Regions from separate parts of the Gossypium hirsutum genome. Here region 1 is linked to region 2. Evidence: chromatin contacts called from public Hi-C data. All regions are on one chromosome and are shown on one strand. Each heading gives the region's core, a stretch centred on a gene start, on an enhancer-like site or on the middle of the called end of the contact. The rest is flanking DNA. Distances are from core to core; before and after follow the strand shown. Region 1 holds the start of LOC107901804 (VQ motif-containing protein 4). Region 2 holds the start of LOC107901806 (eukaryotic translation initiation factor 3 subunit D).

Region 1 (4,695 bases), core at 974-3,473, 140 kb before region 2:
ATAAAACAAAATGTTTAAACTAAATTTATTTTTTTAAACAAATAACTAAATCTAAACCAATATAATTCATAAAAATACTAAGCAAAATATTTTATTCTTTATTAAAGTAAATATTAATATCATCTTCTCATTTTAAGTAAATTTCCACCACATAAAACCTTAATTACGAAAATTTAATTTTGATTTCCTTTAAGTTTTCTTTCAAAAACTTCCCATTTTATAAACAAAATTTCACTCGCTAAATCAAGCAAGAAAATAAATTTTAAAAATTTTAGACATAAATAGATTTCAATTTCTTTTTAAAAAAAGTTTTTAAGATTTTTAAAAATTGTTAGAAATTTTGAGTTAAAATTTGTAATTTGCTCTCAAATCTCCTCTAAAAATTCTCAAAAATTGAGATTTAATTTAACTTTTCACATAAAAATTATATTATCTTTTGAAGTTGATGATTTAAAAAAAATCATCTATCAGATTTTCATAAATTAAATTATCATTTATCACGGTGCTCATTCCACAATAATACATAGGTTTATAATTTAGGCATCAAATTAACATTTTCAAACTACAAATACCATGTTAGATTTTTTTTTTTTCATAACTAAAGCATCCAATAATAATGATCAATTCTATCGTCATGAATTCTCTTTAAAGAGATAAACAATTGATCGATCTTACGAACGTGAATCTCAATAACATCGTTAAAGTTAAAGGAAGAAATAAACAACCACCGCATCACATCAGAACTCATGTAAAGCATTTAATGAAACTAATAATACACAAACGGATCATTTAAATACCGCACTAAATATTTTCAAAATACAAATTCCACCTTATAACATCATCCAAAAGAAAATTAAGAAAAACTAGTAATAGTCACTCTTTTTTTTTTCCTTGGCCATTAATAGTCACTCATTGATTCCAATTCAAATCAGTCATTTCTCAATTTACCAAAATTTAAATTCCTCATTTGACTAAGATAAATCAATTGTTTTTAACTAAAATCAATTGTTTAAAATTTCCCAGCATCCAAGCATCGCAGAAGAAGTAAAAAAGCAAAGATTTCCTCTTGAAGTATCCAAGATTACAAATCATTTCTCGGCCCTTTTTTTAACATTCCTCATCTTCAGTGCCCAACAATATATAAAAAAAATCTTACAACAACATCAAAAGAAGCAAAAATAAAAATGATTTGTTTTTCTTAGTTTGAAGAAGTAGAAGAACCTGAAACTCTAGGTGAAGTAACTGGAAAAAGAGGGAGAAGCCTAGGCTCAGTATCTCGTGGCGTAGAGGCCGGCGATGGATGCAAATAAAAACCCTTTTCTTTAATTGCTTTCTCTTCAGCTTCCTTGTCTAAGTTGGTGATATTATTAATACAATCGGCGTGGTTTCCAGGTCCAGATCGATCAAAGGGGTCGGATATCAAGGGAGTAACCGGGCTAAGAGTCAAAGACGGGAAGTCAAGAATGCTAGGGGAGAGTATTTCGGGTTTTCGGGGCGAAAATCCTGAATTGCTAGAGTTGAAAACCGGGTTCAAGGGGTTGATCTTGAGGTTCTTGAGAGAGCTCCGTCGCTCGTAAAGTCTAAACCCAGAGTTTTGCTTGTTTTTGGGGATGGACTTGATCGGCGGGATGTGGGTTTTGAGGTTGGGATCGGAGTGAGGGGAGGAAGTTGAGTTAATGGAAGAAGCAAGCTTGGCGGTCTCGGAAGATCCGGTGAGCATCTGGACGACTTGCTTGAAAGACGAAGTGTCGGCTTGGACGAAAGTTGTCGGGTAAGGATTGGCGGATTCGGATCTGGTGATGAGTTTGGGTTGCTGAGGCGGCGGAGTCGGGGGTGTTGGGGCGGTGGTGTTGCTGCTGATGCTGCTGTCGGGACTGTGGGTTTTGGGAGAAGGAAGGAAATTGGGGTTTGGGCTCAGCCATGTAGAGGTTTCCATTTAGGGCTACCTTTTCTTTTGTGTTGATTTTCTGGCTTCTGTTTGGATGCTTGGGAAAAGGCGGAAAAAGGTTAGACAGTGATAGAGGTTTTGGTTTGGTAAGAAATGTTTTGGTGGATTGCGAGCTTTTGGGGTTCGGCTGTCGTTTTTGTTTTGTCTAAACCGTGTATTTATTTAATTATCAAGGTAGTATTTGGAAAGTAATCTGCATATAGATGTAAATATTTGAATAATATGATTGGGTAATTATTGGAATTTGTGGGTTTTATTGAATTGTAATTTATATTATAAGCATGAGCATGGATTGAATGTTTATAGTCAAAGGTTTATAATATTATAAATCCTAAAAAATGTATCTTAAAAATAATCTATAAATCTATAACAAAAATATATTATTTAAATTTTAAAAATTTAAAATTATGATAAAAATTTTATTATAAAAAATCATTTATATGTTATAAAAGTGTTATAATATATTTATTCATTTTTTATTATAACATTTGTAAAAAGATAACTTTCTAAAATCATGGGAAAAATATTTACTTATAAAAAATGTTACAAAAGTTATCAGACACTTCATAAAAGAATTTTTTATAGGGGTTATATATTATAAATTTTATATTATTTTGACTTACTTTACATATTATAAGAAAATGTTATAATTTAGCATAATTCTATTTTCAAATTAAGTTTATATAAGATTTTATTATTAAGGCTAAAGACTATTTGCATTGTAAACTTAAATATTTTATGATAAATGTTACAAATACAAAAAGTTTTCTTATATCATATTGCAGGGTATGATATCATTTCAGAAAATGGAGCATAAAAAAAAAAGATGGATCGTACTAACATGTTGCATAGTTTATAGCGTCACTCATAGGTGGATTTATAATGATCCATACTTCAAATAATATATAGAATAAAGAGATTTTGATCATCTTAATTATACAAATTCAAAATCAGATGATGATAAAGTCGATCAATGACCAACATTTGATGAAAAGGAGCATATGTTAAATATTAAAATGAGAATAACCTAACAAATATGGAACACTAGAACAATTATATAAAATTATATATAATGTTTATTTTTCTTGTTATTTTTATTAAAAATCGTATTCTAAATTACTTTTTTGGACTAACATAATACACATGATGATTTAATTTGAACTTTTGTTACTTTTTTAGAAATTCTTTTTATCATGCCAATATTTTTTATCGTAATTATTATATTTTAAAAAATATAAGTTATATAATTGTGTAATTATAATTTATACTGTTAAATGTGACATAGAGAATTACAATGCAATTGCACTATATCAACCAAACAGATCTAAAGAATTACAATAAAATAAGTTAAAATTTACTATTAGAAGAGTATTACAATTTGTACCATTTAAAGTATGGATGATCTCAAATTCACTTATAACTGAAGCTATGAAGTATGCAACATGTTAGTACGATCCAATCTTTTATTTTGTATGCTCCATTTTCTTCAATGATATCATACCTCACAATATGTTGTAAGAAAACTTTTTGCATTTGTATCATTAACATCTACCATATAATATTTGGGTTTACAATACAAATGGTTTGTAGCCTTAATCATAAAAACTGAAATGATCCATACACACCTAAAGAATTACAATTTATACTTCATAGCTTTATTCATATTATTATTGTAGCGACCTAAAATTTTTTGCACGGGCGATAGTCGAAGTGATTATTGAAAATTTGAAAATGGAGTTTTGATTTTATTTAAAAAAGGAGTCGTCACCGATCTTTTTTGTAGGTGTGATCGGACACCTAATAAAATTCTCTTTTTAGAAGAAAAATTTATTTTAAAACTTTTCTAAAAAAAAGGTAATTTTAGGTCTACGTTAAAATCCAGAGAAAATTAGGGTTCGGGAGTCGATTACGCCGAGGAAGGTATTAGCACCCTCGCGACGCCCAAAATTGGTATCTCGTTAAACGCACGTTGTCTTAATTTTCAAAAATCCGAGTTCAAATTAACATTTAATCGTGATCCGATTAAAATACGAGAATTTTTTTTAAACATGAAGATTTTTGAAACAATTATTTTTTGAAAACACGAAAATTTTTAAAACACAAGAAGTTTAGAAACACAAAATATTTTAAAATGAAAATTTTGAAACACGAGAATCTTTGGAAACACGAATTTTTTTGAAACACGGAAATTTATGATGCACGGAAATTTTTGAAACACGAAAAATTTAAAAAAAAAATTTTAGAACTCCAGAATTGTTGAAAACACGAGGATTTTTGAAACACGAAAAATTTTAAAAACAAGGAAGCTTTTGAAACACGGGGAATTTTTGAAAATATGAAAATTTTTGAAAACACGAAAATTTTTAAACACGAGAAATTTTTTTTGAAAAGAAGAAAATTTTTGAAAACACGAAAATTTGAAAACTTTTGAAACACGAGAAATTTTTGAAAACACGAAAATTTGAAACACGGAAATTGTTTTTTTTAAAAACACGAATATATTTTTTTGAAACATGGGAAATTTTTTATTATTTTTTTGAAACACGAGAAAATTTTTTGAAACACGATTATTTTTTTTAAAAAAAGTACCGTATTTGACACGAATCAACGATATTCACCCCTACATGGCGATGAAACCGTCGAATTAGTGTCAAATCGATAGATTTAATCGGGATTCTAATAAAACACGAGAATTTTTATTAAAGTACGATGAATTTTGAATATTTTCGATTTTTAGAAGGGCGTCC
Region 2 (4,888 bases), core at 913-3,412:
TGTATGAGCAATGGTAAAATAGAAAAGAAAATTGAACATCATTAAGGGAGGATAAGATAACATGAAAAACCAAGTTTCATATGATTACAAACGATTTTGTACATTAAAAAAAGAAAGAAAATCAAGTTATAAATACTAGTATGTGGTACTGTGGTTAACTCAATAATATTTGGATCCATACAACATGCCAAGTACTAACATAAGAACAAGGGAAATTAACTTGCATGGAAGTCTTTGAGATAATAGTCTAGTGGCACAACACAAAATGCAGAGGAATATATTAAGAAAAATCCCAAGGAACCATTACCATTAAGTTTGTGTCTCAGTCTCTTTTGCCTCAACATCATTTGTAGTGCCATTCGGCTCCCCAGCTTCAGTATCCTCCGCAGGTGGCTGAACCTGCTCCTCTTCTGGCAATGGTTCTTCCACATAATCGTTCTCAAAAGCATCAGCTGGGACCTCATAAATCCTAACTTGAGGCTTTGATGGATCCTTCACAAGCACATATTTCCCCTCATTCAACTTCATACACAAATCCACAATGGACTTCACAATCCCCCACATATTAGCAGTATTCAGATTAATTTGTGCAGCAAAATCCCTTGGCTTATAACCAACAACACCCAATATCACATGGTTAAAATGATCCCTAGGATGAACCCTCGAAACATAACCCAATTTCATCAAATCGGCACTAGCTAATATTGATTGAGCAGTCCATTTAGCCAACTTATTCGCATTGTTCTTCAACTCGGTAGCCAAGACTGCCCCCTTTGTGTTTCCAACTTCTGCCTCCAATCAACACCAGAATACTTGGGATCAAACTCATTAAGCGCATTCAAAGTGAGGAAAGACTTTTGATTATTAACTTCAACAACACTCTGAACCTCACACCGTGCAATCAAATACATATCATTATCAAGTTTCCACCTCCTATACCTATATGCCACAGAAGCCACCTCATCACCTTCATTGGCAAATGGGTTCGGCTCATCAAAACTAACCTTATTCCCATCCCTAACCAAAACCTGCTGTGAAAAATTCTGATTTATGTAAGCTGCTTCAACACTCAATGAATAAGCAGAGTTAATATCATCTTTAGCTTCAGGCAATGGCTCCTGAGAGGTCTCGTGGACTGATAGCAAATCTAACTGTGACCCATCTCTTTTGTCGAAAAATAGTTTATTCCCAACACGTTGAATCACAATGTCCCAAGAATAAACTGACCTGGGTGCACACATTAACGTTGCCAGAATCGTATCAGTGGCGAAAACAGTTGCTTTGTCCTCATTTGCCAATCTTCGGATCACCGGGTCGTCAGTCGTGGTGACTTTAAAGAAGTTTCTGTTCTTGAACCTCTCGAGTCTCCGTTCGTTCTTCGGGGTAATTCGATCAAAGGAGCGATCGTAATACTCTAAAGCACCGCAGAGAAGTAAATCTTCAGGTTCTGGAACGGAAAAGGATAATTTGGAGAATGTTGAGAAAGGGATTTGATCCAGCATGTTCCACTCTGGTTGGATATCGACGGAGGATTTGAAAATCGCAGCTTCACGACGTTGCTGGTTCTGGTTCGATCGGTTGAGATTATAAAGACGGTCACGTCGGGCTCGTTCTTTTTCAGCTTCTCTTTTACGGGCCTCAACTTCTTCATCTCGCCGTTGAGGAAGTTGAGGTCGGTGTTGGTTGAAGCGCCACTTGGGGCCAAATTTAGGCCGCGTGGGCGGCTTTGCGTCGACTAAACGGAAGGAAGAATCGTCTTCGGGGTTCGCAAGAGGGAAAGTATCGAGGTCGAGCGAGAAATCGAAGGGCGACTCTGAGGAGGCTGCGCCAGGCTTCCCTGAAGAAGGGCGGTTAGATGGGTTGGCATTTGCAAAAGATCGGGTGAAGTCGGCGATTCGGCCGAGTTTTTCAGAGCGGGAGAAGGGAGCGAAAGGAACGTGAAGAGGGAGAGTGGTGGTGGTGGACGGCGCGGTGGCGGTGGTGGAGTCGGGCGGACCCCAGCCGTCAGGATTAAACGGAACGGCGCCTACTTCGAAAACTCCTACCATTGTCGACGGATCTCTAGATTTTGCTTGCAGTGGAGCCGAAGTGTATAAAGAGTACAAGTGTGTAAGAAGATAAAAGAAAACCCTAGTCCGACGGAGGGGATCTACATTGTCTTAAATGACAGGTTTACCATAGGAATTTGGGCCTTTTGTTTACATTTATATGAGAACTCGGATCTCTAATTGGGCCTCCACTATTTGAGTGCTACTCAAATAAATATATTTTAAGTGGGAAGAATCTCCTTGCACTAATGTAAAACTTAAAAGTGGTTTTATATTTAATTTTTAAGTGACATTTTAATATTAAAATTTAAATATTAAATACTTAGATTAAAAGCTTAGCTTTGTAAGTGGCCTATATTAATAATTTTTTTATGTTATGACAATAGTTTTGCCAATGCAACATTTAGACAATAGTCAAACATGGTTCGTAAAGGTGTGTTGAGAAGCACTAAACAAGGTTGAGATCATAGTTGGATGTGGTTCACACTAGTACACTAAGATCCACTAAAGAAGATGTAAAAAGTTGGGCAGGGTTTCAATGGTGTGTTAAGTGCTTGGAGTTTTTTTTAAAAAAACGAAGAGGGTTATACAGAGGAGTTTGATGTGGCTTCCACTAAATAGGTATCGTATAATGTAAGACCATATAGTGCTAGTAGTAGAGCCTTGGAGTGCTCTACTAGGATGTGATTGGATATACAACTTGGCCCTACTCTTATAGAATCAACGGTTGTAACATCCCTTACACGAGTCAAATCAATAACTCGAGCAAAAGATGTCACATTTCAAGATTAATACATCACTTAAGTTCCATTCTTTTCTTTAAAATACCTCAATACATACCTTCAAAACATCATGTAACACATCCATGTTCAATCACTAATCATTAACCACACAATCTTCAAGACATTCCCACTTCAACAAAACTTGTTTTCAAGGCATTTCACTATCTACTTAACACATTCCTTACCTAAGTACATGCCACATTATTGTCCATAAATTGAAATTCATACTTTTCCATATTACTGTGTTGATGCGATGTGATTCGGTAAGCCACTCACGAACACTTTTCACATGATCACTTTCAGGACACTCTTTTTAGCTAGATTTCACTCTATTTGCTTCTATTTTCTTCCTTTCACACTTTTATCACTTTCTTTCCTTTGTCTACAATACTTTCATCACTTTCTTATCTTTGGTTGCTATAGAAATTGTAGCATCTTTGGTTTGGCAAGTCTTAAGTTTTGGCGCGTAGACTGAGAGTAATATATGTGGCATAGTTCTATCCGTCCAATAGTTTCTTTTAGGCGTATAGAATGGGCGCATAACAGAAGTTGAGATATTAGGTAAAGAATGACCTTAAAATGTGTTGAGTTGTAAAGAAAAAGAGCTCGGTAAAAGTATTGGGGAAATTGCAAGTTGGGTTAATACCAAAGGTATTGTATGCCAAGTTTGATTGAAATTACTATGCTCGTTACGTTGTAAACATTCTAGTTAGGAATCAATTGAGTAGATGAGTTAGGTATAAATAAATTTATTAGATGATCATTTGTGTTCTCCTCAAGGGTCGTAGACCAAAATAAGGACAATTTTGAAAGATTGTGACACATGTCAAGTTCCATAATAAGGATATAGGTTGTATATATATGTATTCAAGTTTGAAAAAAAGGGGAGTTTTCTTCTTCCTTCTTCTAAAGTGTTATTATCTTATTTTTAAGGAACCAAAAACATTTCTTTCTTCTTTAAGCTGGAAGTTGTAATTCTATATTTTTATCAGTAGATACTCCATGTCAAGGTAAGTATTATGGCTCTGCATGTTAAGTTATGAAAGTTTAAGCCTGTATGGGTACATTAACAGTAAGATGAAGAAATAAAGCTTTGCATGGGGGTTATCTATGCTCGAGATGATGGTAAATAGTATGTGAAAGAGTTTTAATGGTGTTCCTATGTTTTGTAAGTAGTGGTTGCTGTAGTTTCATGATGGAAGTATGAATCTGGAGTTTAAGGTGCTGTACATGGGCGTCAGGTGAGTTTTATGTTGACTCCTGTATGTATACTGATCATATTGTGAGTCATCTATAGGAAATTGATTGAACAATGGATTCGAAGTCATGAAAAGTATATTATATGATCATTAGTGTACGAGTATTGAAACATTGAAGTATGGTTGAGTATGTATATGTTTGAAATGTATGCTATGAGATGTGTGTGTTCTGATTGAGTGTATGTTAGTGAAGTAAAAGGTTGAATTTAGATTGTGTCAATACATAAAGTGTCTGTTAAGAGAGTCTAGGTCTGTTCATCGCAGTGGTGTCTAATGGAGTCCGTTGGGACTAAAAACACGAATTCTGATATAAACTCTGAAGGAAAAGTCCATGGTCATGGTACCCTCTGAAAAAGAACTAGGGAATGGTGATTACCCAATGGGGTTCTCTGTGTATCCCAGGACGATGATGGGCAAACCTCATGTAATGTGAGTTTAAGAAAATCCATATCGTAAACATGACAATAAAGAATAGCCTTTGTGGTGAACTCTAAATGGAATGCATTTCTAGCGAACTCTAAATAGATCTCCTTAGTGGCGTACTTTATCTGATTGCATGTATGGTGTGCTTTGCTAAGTTTATGTGGTGTGAACTATCAGGAATATTTTGTAAGCTATGAATCTGAATGTCTGTCTCTTTTGTAATAAGTATGACCAAGATAAAGTATTGATATGCTCAAGAATAAGAGTTGAATAAAGTCATAAGGGTTCTGTGGAAAAGAAATGTATATCTGTATGTTGAGAAGGGTATCTATCATAATAAACTATAAATATGAAAAGTGAGGGATATTACATCTTC

What was found. Hi-C and Micro-C count contacts between places; a contact is called where the count stands out from the background.
Region 1: a contact with region 2 is called in a Hi-C map of leaf, with 1.6 times the contacts expected there. The contact joins the promoter of LOC107901804 here to the promoter of LOC107901806 in region 2. A contact is called at or near these places in 4 of 34 Hi-C or Micro-C datasets (callus, leaf and petal).

The regions. Positions count from the first base shown.
Region 1 is chrD06:45,790,561-45,795,255 of Gossypium_hirsutum_v2.1, reverse strand. LOC107901804 (VQ motif-containing protein 4) reads right to left here and starts at 2,223. Exons shown (of 1, transcript XM_016827961.2): 1 at 1,046-2,223. The coding sequence starts at 1,936. The coding sequence ends at 1,199.
Region 2 is chrD06:45,647,216-45,652,103 of Gossypium_hirsutum_v2.1, reverse strand. It overlaps LOC107901806 (eukaryotic translation initiation factor 3 subunit D), which reads right to left and starts at 2,162. Exons shown (of 3, transcript XM_016827965.2): 1 at 770-2,162; 2 at 308-767. The coding sequence starts at 2,048. The coding sequence ends at 310.